2 separate regions of the Drosophila melanogaster genome follow, and region 2 is linked to region 1. A link is a contact called in public targeted proximity ligation data. All regions are on one chromosome and are shown on one strand. The core of a region is the stretch at or near the end of the contact, and the rest is flanking DNA. Distances in the headings are between cores, read along the strand shown. Region 1 holds the start of CG11396. Region 2 holds the start of fng (fringe).

Region 1 (4,182 bases), core at 1,086-3,585:
TAATATCAATCAGGAGAACTTTGCGACGCCCAATTCCAGGTGAACTCGAGTAACTCGATGCTCGACGGCGTAAACAAACAACATTCTGGATGCAACGAAAATTTCTCTACACTTTCTTTTTTGCACCCACCGAGGCACAGGCACATCAATATTTTCCATTTTATATACTGCCTGGGCATCGTGTGGCCGCACTGCGTTAAAACGCCCTGAAACGCCACAAAACTCACCTAGTTTCAACTATCCTAGTCTGAAAAGCACGCGCTACGTGTTTGCAAACATTTAGGCGTGCGCTTGGCGTAAATATTCCCGCGATTTTCTTTGGAAATTAAAAATAAGTTCTTCTCAAATTCTTTTTCAGCGACGAAACTCGGAGCAGTCGAATCGAGATGGCATTGCTGCGATAGGCAGCACGGTATCGATTGCCTGCTCTTTCCGCACTATCGTTTGTCATTCGCAACTTTTCGTGTACGATAGTTCTGTTGTATTTGTTTTATAATCTATTAAATTTGAAGTAATTAAATTAAACAGATAGGAAACTATCTATAACATTATTTTATTTCTCTAATACTTTTCTAGTGGACTCAAAGAAGGGCTCACCTATTTTGACCGAAAGTTCCGCTTGCTTGGAATGTCTAACAATATCTCTACTTTAATTTATCGTCTGCAATTTTAGACAAATTTCTATGCTTATGTTGAGATCCGGTTTGTATCTGTTAATTAGGCGCAGTAAGTTGTACTTTTTCGCCTTGGAGTTGTTTGATTCCAGTTCATACAGCGTCGAGAGATTGACCAGCAAACTCTCGTTGAGGGACTTCTGGGGATTCAGGTTGATAGCGCGCTCGTACAGATTTATAGCATCCTTTAGCTTTCCGGCGTAGAGAAGGCACACTCCCATGTTGTTCAGGATCATTGTGTTGCCGGTGTCCAGGTGCAGAGCTTTCTGGAATATCACATAGGCCTCGGGAAAGTCGTTCTTGGCCACAGCTATTAATCCCTTATCGACCAAGTCTCTGAGATCAGGCGCGGAGTTTCTACAACAAAGCATATCATTGAACTGAAAATAGCGTTGGTTAGAGTAGGGCCTTACATCTCCCTTAATCTCCTCGAGACGGCAATCTTCTGCTCCGCTCCAAATATGTCACCAATTTGCAGATAAATGCGGCCCCAAGCGGAGTACAAGGATCGCCGATCCTCCTTGCTCAGGTTGGAGCGCTTTAAAAGCGTTCCCTCCATTATGTCGTCTATCATACTGAATTTCTTCATCTGCAAGAATTAAATGGGCAATGTTACACTCATTTAAACTACAGTTAAGTTTTCTTGAACGTACCATCAATCCACAGTTGATGATTGAATGCAAAACCCGTTCGCATCGCCTTTGCCAAAACTCCTCTGCCGCCTTGTTGTGCAGACTTAAATAGTGCTCCTTGATTTCCCGCGTGGTCACATGAAGTTCTGAAAGTCTGTCCAGGGCGACATGGGGTTTACCCAGATATATGGGCAGCTCTGCAAGCAAGAGCCGGAAGGAAAAACAGGCTATGGATCCACTTTTCCCGTTGTACATCTCCGGATAGAAGTCGTAGAAGACATCGGGGCTGGTAAGTTGGCCAAAAGGTTCTGCCTCGGCATTCAGCAGCTCAAACTCGCCCAACTTGGCAAGCAGCGCGAGGCGCGTGAACCACAGTTGCAGGGAGTGGGGCGAATGCTTTGCTGGCTGACCAGATCGCCCGTAACCCTGACCGTAAATGGTCAGAAGACGGCCCGTAAGATTCACGGCAGTGCGATAGCAACCGGCGTGGATTAGTGTTCTCAAGCCGCGCTCGTCCTGGGTGACATCATCGACGCGAAGGATCTTGCGGTAGGACAACTCGGCCTCTCCGAGGTGTTGAGTCACCGCCACGCTGATGGGATCTGCCTGGAACAGTCATAAAGTGTCAGTAAGTAAAAGTGTCATTACCTTTAAAAAGAAGTATAGAAGCATTCTATACGCACCAAGTCAGTTTGCAGATGGATGCCCGGCATAATAAGTTTACCGGGCTCGTTTTCCCGCGGCAACTCCCACAGATTTCTTACGTCGTCACCGACTTTTATAGAATCCTCTCCTGCCTCAGGTGTCTCAACATATTCAGGAGGTTGGAAGAACCCGACGAAGGTGTTGGACATCATGTTTGGGGCGGAACTGGTGCTACTGGCGCTGCTGGAACTCCCTTCTGTTGACAAGTTGTTGCCCTTGGGTTTGCTGGCCAGCTCATCGAAGAAACTGGGCGGATCATTTGCGAAATATTCGCTTATTTTGTGTGACATGTCTTTCTTTGATGGTTTTTCGATAGGCTTTCAGGGATGTCACTATCGCTGCTGCCACAGTAAGAGCTATCGGCCGCGAATGGCGCCAATACTTCAGTGGTTTTAAACAATCTTATTTTGATCCGTTTACCGTATTGCTTGCTAAAAGTTCTTTTCAACGTTACTATTTTGCATTTGCAAAATTTTTTTACACCGAAATTTTCATAATAAACAAAAAGTCCAAGCACAAAAATATTCATGTGTTATATAATGATTTTTACTATCTAATATATATATTTTTTTGAGACCAGACTTGGAACTTGTGCTGTGGAACTTGATTTAGGATTCTTTATTTCCTAATTTTCTTAAATTTTCTCTTCTTAAAAATGTCTATATTTCATGGCGTAACGCAGATTAAAATGTGTTGCGTTGAAATATGTGGTACATAAATTTTAAATATGATTTTAGTGTTAAGTTTTAAGATTCGGTTAGCGCAAATGACTAGTTTGGCCAATTGTTTGTATTAGTTTTTACAAAAATAATGATTAGGGCAAAGGAAAAGAAACTAGCGTTTAACCAACATATATATTAACATATAATCACTATATGAACATATTGTCTCTGGCTTACCTATATTATATCCCTTTTATTCGTAGGCCAGCATTTTCCATTTGATTAGCCCATAAAAATTATAGCTAAGAGAAATTATCCATATTGATTTTCCATATGATTTTCAGCGACAGTGGATATAAATTATTTTTCTTTTACATAACCCAAATTTCCCAAATAAAATGCACACAAATTCATTTGTTGATCTAATGTCATTTGTTTATTATTCGAGTTATACAGTACATAAAGCAAAAATTGGTTAATTCTAGAGCTAACAAAGATGGCCATTTGATGGCCACTTTCCAGTTGCCTGTGTCCTAACATACAAACGCATTACACTTTATTTACACAAAAACAGCCTCCTCACATCGCAGTTTATTGCCCATTGAAAATCGTTTCGGGATAATAGCTTGGAGCATTGAACATGCGCGGGAATCCATTGCCATCCAGTTGGCCCACGGGCAGCACCGACATGATGTCCCTAAAATCAAACAATTAGTTTTTTAAATATATTTATAACATAGCACTTAAAATATAGAGTTACTATATATAAATATATGTTTTAGTTTCAGGCAGTGGAACTATCTATGGAATCCCCCTAAAATTCCCTTAACAATTATCAATGTAAGTGAAGCATGACTCCATTTTTTAAGATCGCTCTGCGTTTTCCAAATGGTTCTAGTCATGGAAGTGCGACTGTGAGTTTTCGAGCAGCTAAAAAGAACACATTTACTCCACTTGTGAGCTCGGGTGTGGTATGTGCTGCAATTTGACGCCCTGTAGAGGCGATGCGATCAAACAGCGGGATGCGGGCGGAGGAGGAGAATGGGAATGGTGAGGAGGATGAGGGGCACATGCTACACGCATGCGCTGCGTTAGGAGTCGGGCACGTCCCGAGTCCCTGGGCTCTATAAATATGCAGAGGACCGTGCAAGGAGCCGGCCGAAATTGGACATAAAACACGCTCAAGTGGGCGGCCTGGAGGCACAAGTGCCGTACGGAACGGTCACTTACAAACGATTTTTAATGCCAATTCCAGAACAATTGATTATATTCGTTCGCATTTCGGATTTCGGAGTTTGGTTCTGGGGCGCAACACGCTCAAGTGTTGAATGAATTGTTTTACGAGTTATGAGGAAGTGGAAATTACCATGCCGCCCTAGATTCCCCTCCTAACGAACTTGGTTGGCCCAAGTTCAAAAGAAATGTGAAGAGAATCTAACTACACTTCAAATGGTATTAGCTCTTTTCAAAGTTGTTTTTTAGGAAATAGTCAATAATCTCTAATTACAA
Region 2 (4,182 bases), core at 957-3,456, 160 kb after region 1:
TTAGGAACAAAAAGAGAACACTCATATACGAAGTACGAAAAGAATTAAGCAAATTGTACGCGGCATGCAGTTTTTAAACTGGGACAAGTCACAGACCTCCGATGGAACAGAACTTCAATTGAAAAGACAAACAACAGTACAGCAGTTGTCGACAGTTTTTTATCCGGCTCAGTATTTAGTAGTGCGATGTGTGTGTAGCACTAATTCCTGCCAAGTTTCCGGTTAGCCCCAGAACACAAAAATAAAAAAAAGAGTAGAGCAACTGGAAGAGCCACAACGTCAACAGCATTGTCCGAATTAAAACAACATAAAGTTTTTAATTACACTAGCAGCAGCATGCGAAAACATTACAGGGGAGCCTCCACAAACTCGCCTCGAAGCCTCGAAGTTGGGCAATTGAGTTGCAAATTGAGAAGCCGGAAGGTGGTGAAGGGCAAGGGGATTACATGGATATTTTTGAGGATGCTGCAGCTGATTCAATTATGAGCTCTTAACTCTATTGCCAGCGGCTCGAATCACTAATATTATGAAATTTGTAAGCCTTAGTTAGGGAGCTGTAACAGTTGAAGGTATAACTACAGCAGTAGGGTTCATTTAACAAAAATCGAACTATATAAAGAAATGTTGGAAGAAAACTTTGAGGAATCTGTATATGCAACTGATTAAAAATATGTGCACTATTTTCTTATGGCGTCGTTTCATTTAAAGTTTTTAAAATATGATAATCCTAGAAGGTGGACACATAGTTCGAATTTCAAGGGTTCTAAAAATAGCCTGTTCGCATAAAACCCTGCCAAAAAGTGTTTGCAATGCAATAGGAGGCTAACTAAGGCCATTCCCACGGACCTCAACTATTTGTTATCTGTGATGCAACTGACAAGGTTTTCCACTGGACGAGTCCATTGAGATTCACCTCCATGAGATCCCCCCTCGCAGCGCACACCTTGGTAATATTAGCACACAATATTTTATTACACAAAAATTTATGCAAAAATCAAGAGTAAGAAGAGAACAATAATAAATGGGCAGAGCAGACAGGGCTCAGAACCCTGACAGGCCCTGGAATCAGGCAACTGAAAGCTTTGGCGACGCTCTGCCGACGGCAAACCAAGAAATTCAGGAACGGTTGACTGGATCTTCGGTAATCGAAACTGGGAATACTCTTGTGGGAATTGGAAAGTATTGGTGATTTTCAAAAATATATTCCAAGTGCCTAATGGTATGATTTTAGGATTTTAATAATGTCTCGATAATGCGAGCCGATCTTTGAACATCAACTTTAACAGAATTACATTCTCTTGTCCTTAAATCAATCAAATATAAGCTTAATTGTAAAAAAAAAAAACAAATAAATTCAGGATCATATTTCCATTTTTGAAACAAACCACTAAGCTAGGCACTACCTCTACATAAACTTCTGCACAATTTCTAAAGCAATCAAGTCCTTAGTTCCAAATGAATTCCCCGTGATACCGATCCCCATCCAATCACCAATCGTAGGGTATATCCTTTTAAAACGCTTCCTCGCCGAAATTTGTGTTCAATTATGATACCCCCTATTAGGGTATAAAAGCGCAAAAAGCCAAGCACCGAAACTGTTTTATATGCAAGGCAAGGGCGTAAAAGGTTTTTTTAACGGCCAAAGCCGCAGCTGCAAAACTCAAGTCGCCGGCGTTGATTTATGAAAGTGCACGAGTCGACGTCGATCGGGATCGGAATCAAAGGGGGATAATGCAAATTGCCTGGCCTTTGCAGCTTTGCAACTTATGCAGATCAGTGCGGAGCACACACGTTTGACAGTTTCGCAGCGCTAACAACACCCACGCAAGCTGGATTATGTCGCCCACTCGAACTCGCAACTCACTTGGATGCCCGGATATCCGTAGGCGCTCTGGTAGAGCAGTAGGGTCATATAGACGACGGCGACGGCTAACATCATGGCTTGCAGGATTCGCTTAAAACGTTGCGGTGGCGAGAGCACAGTCAGGCTCATCATACGGTTACGGACCACTACGCGCACATTGAAGCACCGCCGATTTGATCACTGGGTAGGTTTTATATTCCAATATTAGCTGGTTCTTTTCCTGGATCGTATGAATTCTGCTCGATTTCTGAAATTACGATATCTTTTAAGTTTATTTCGATTTCGATATCGCAGCACGCGCGCACTGACGTCTTGCTTGTGGCAAGCTTGAAAAGCAACTGATTGTGGTAGCGCGATCTACTCTTCTCTTCTTCCAGCGAAAATCGTAAACAAAACAAAAACCAGAAAGACCAGTAAGCGGTGAGAGTAGCGAGAGAGAAAGAGAGAGAGAGAATTCCCTTTGAGCTGGTCCAATTGGAAACGTTAGCTGCTCCAATGGGAGCAGCTGGCGCTCTCTCTTCGATCGCGCTCGCTCTCATCCTCTCTCTTTAGCTTGTGCCACAGTAGCTGCCGAAGGCAATTTTCATGTGCTCGTGTGTCGACCCCCACTCAGCCCACTTCTGATCGGAATCGGGGATTCGGAATCGTGTAAGGCAGCCTTTGAAGGTCCCTTTTCCAGGTGGCGGCCGTATCCTTAAAGTAAACATAGTTCAACTGACTTGGCAGCGCTCCAAATGCGGTGACTTCTTGGCTATGTCATATATACCCCCACTCCCCTCCTGACTACCCTGCCACGCCCCACCGCCCACCGTCGGCGACGACAATTCCATTAAAAGTTGTACGTTGTCACTTTGCGTTAACTTATCTGTGGAGCATGTTGTGCGATCGCATTTTTATTGTCGCCATTGTCTCTCGCTCTCTCCATCGCTCTTTCGCCTGGCTTCCCTACCCTGCCCACACAGGGAAGCCTACACACTCTTAAATCATGCACTTGGAACAAAAAGTGCAAGCATTAAACTTTATTTAAACATTCAAGAGCCGCTCCTCTATTTACCATTGAAATTTTATTTCAAATAGAGAGGTCTTTTCAGATTATATTATACCTTTAAGTGGCTTAGAAATAGTTAGACAGTGTATTTATGGATAAGTAATTAATTTAACTAAAAAATACAAACAGAAGAATTCTTTTACAATAATTTCAAACTACTAATTTCTACATCCCTTTCTCGCTCCGTGCATCAAATGCATCCACATCTCACGTGCGTCGGCAGCGTTCTGCGACGTTTCTTTGTCGCTCGGTTTTTGTGTAGCACTTGGCCTGCTCCCCACTTGACAATGCTTTGCATGCCAGGCACCATCCAGCAGTATCTTCCCGTTCCTCCTCCTCTTGCTGCTCTCAGCCCATTCAGCTCGATCCCATTCCATCCCAATCCGAATCCCATCCTACTCCTCACCAGCTTGTCATATTCCATGTTTGTGGCGGCGACAAAAGCTTTTGCGGACACCTCTGCCCGCGTCGACTGCGCTGCCCGCACAATCAGCAACTCGGCATCTTGTTCGCTGTCCCTTTGTGCGCCTTTCGCCTGAATTGCATTAAGCAGAGTCGGCGGAGCACTGCAAGAAAATAGTGAATTCGTATTTAATTCGGTAAGAGAACAGCATAAAAATGTAAACTTTTATCGCCTTGTGTCAGCTGAAAAATCTATCCAACCCTTAATAGTTTAATGTTTTAGATTATTTAAGACTGAGCCCTTTAAATACAAAAGCTTAGCATAAATTTAGAACCATCGACAATTACCCAGGGGCTTTAAAACTGTTTAACTTAAGTGGCCATTGTGTGTACCCAAATGAGCAAGCAAAATCAATTGGCCTTCACAGTGTTTTAATTATTTTTATTAGTTTATTATTATGTCAGTATGATTTTTCTACCGGTGCAGAGACGGTGGTAGCGGCGACGCAGGCCATTCCAACCTTGTTCTGCCACAGAAAAAGACATCGCTCGGCTGGAATCAGCCGCCCGCTTGCCACGAAACCCTCGGAACCCACTTCCCATTCCTCCGTATTCCGCCCACTCCCATTGCTCATTTTTAATGTGCAATTCCGTATGTACAGTTCGTAGCCATGGCCACCATTCCGCTCCGTATAAGTGTGTGTGTGTGTGTGTGTTTGCATAGCAGCTTGGTTGCCGGTTAGGCATGTGCCACCTCCAGCTGCAAGCTGCCTGTTCCAAGTTCCGATCCCCAGCCTCCAACTTCGGCTGCAACTTCAACTGCATCTTCAACTGCAACTTCAGCTGAAAAGCCCAGATCACAACCTAG

The links.
Region 2: a targeted proximity ligation map of the Kc167 cell line shows a contact between it and region 1, with 2.5 times the contacts expected there. A contact is called at or near these places in 2 of 107 Hi-C or Micro-C datasets (the Clone 8 cell line and the S2 cell line) and 1 of 7 datasets of targeted methods (the Kc167 cell line).

What each region holds. Positions count from the first base shown.
Region 1 is chr3L:20,785,802-20,789,983 of dm6, forward strand. CG11396 reads right to left here and starts at 2,336. Exons shown (of 4, transcript NM_140998.3): 1 at 1,990-2,336; 2 at 1,328-1,912; 3 at 1,088-1,263; 4 at 539-1,031. The coding sequence starts at 2,301. The coding sequence ends at 650. It overlaps Six4 (Six4,), which reads right to left. Exons shown (of 4, transcript NM_140999.3): 4 at 3,085-3,370. The coding sequence ends at 3,265. Pcif1 (Phosphorylated CTD-interacting factor 1) reads right to left here and starts at 396. Exons shown (of 5, transcript NM_140997.3): 1 at 228-396. It also overlaps asRNA:CR46484.
Region 2 is chr3L:20,947,306-20,951,487 of dm6, forward strand. fng (fringe) reads right to left here and starts at 2,207. Exons shown (of 7, transcript NM_079467.3): 1 at 1,865-2,207. The coding sequence starts at 1,996. It overlaps lncRNA:CR45243 (long non-coding RNA:CR45243), which reads right to left and starts at 3,478. Exons shown (of 1, transcript NR_125030.1): 1 at 3,054-3,478.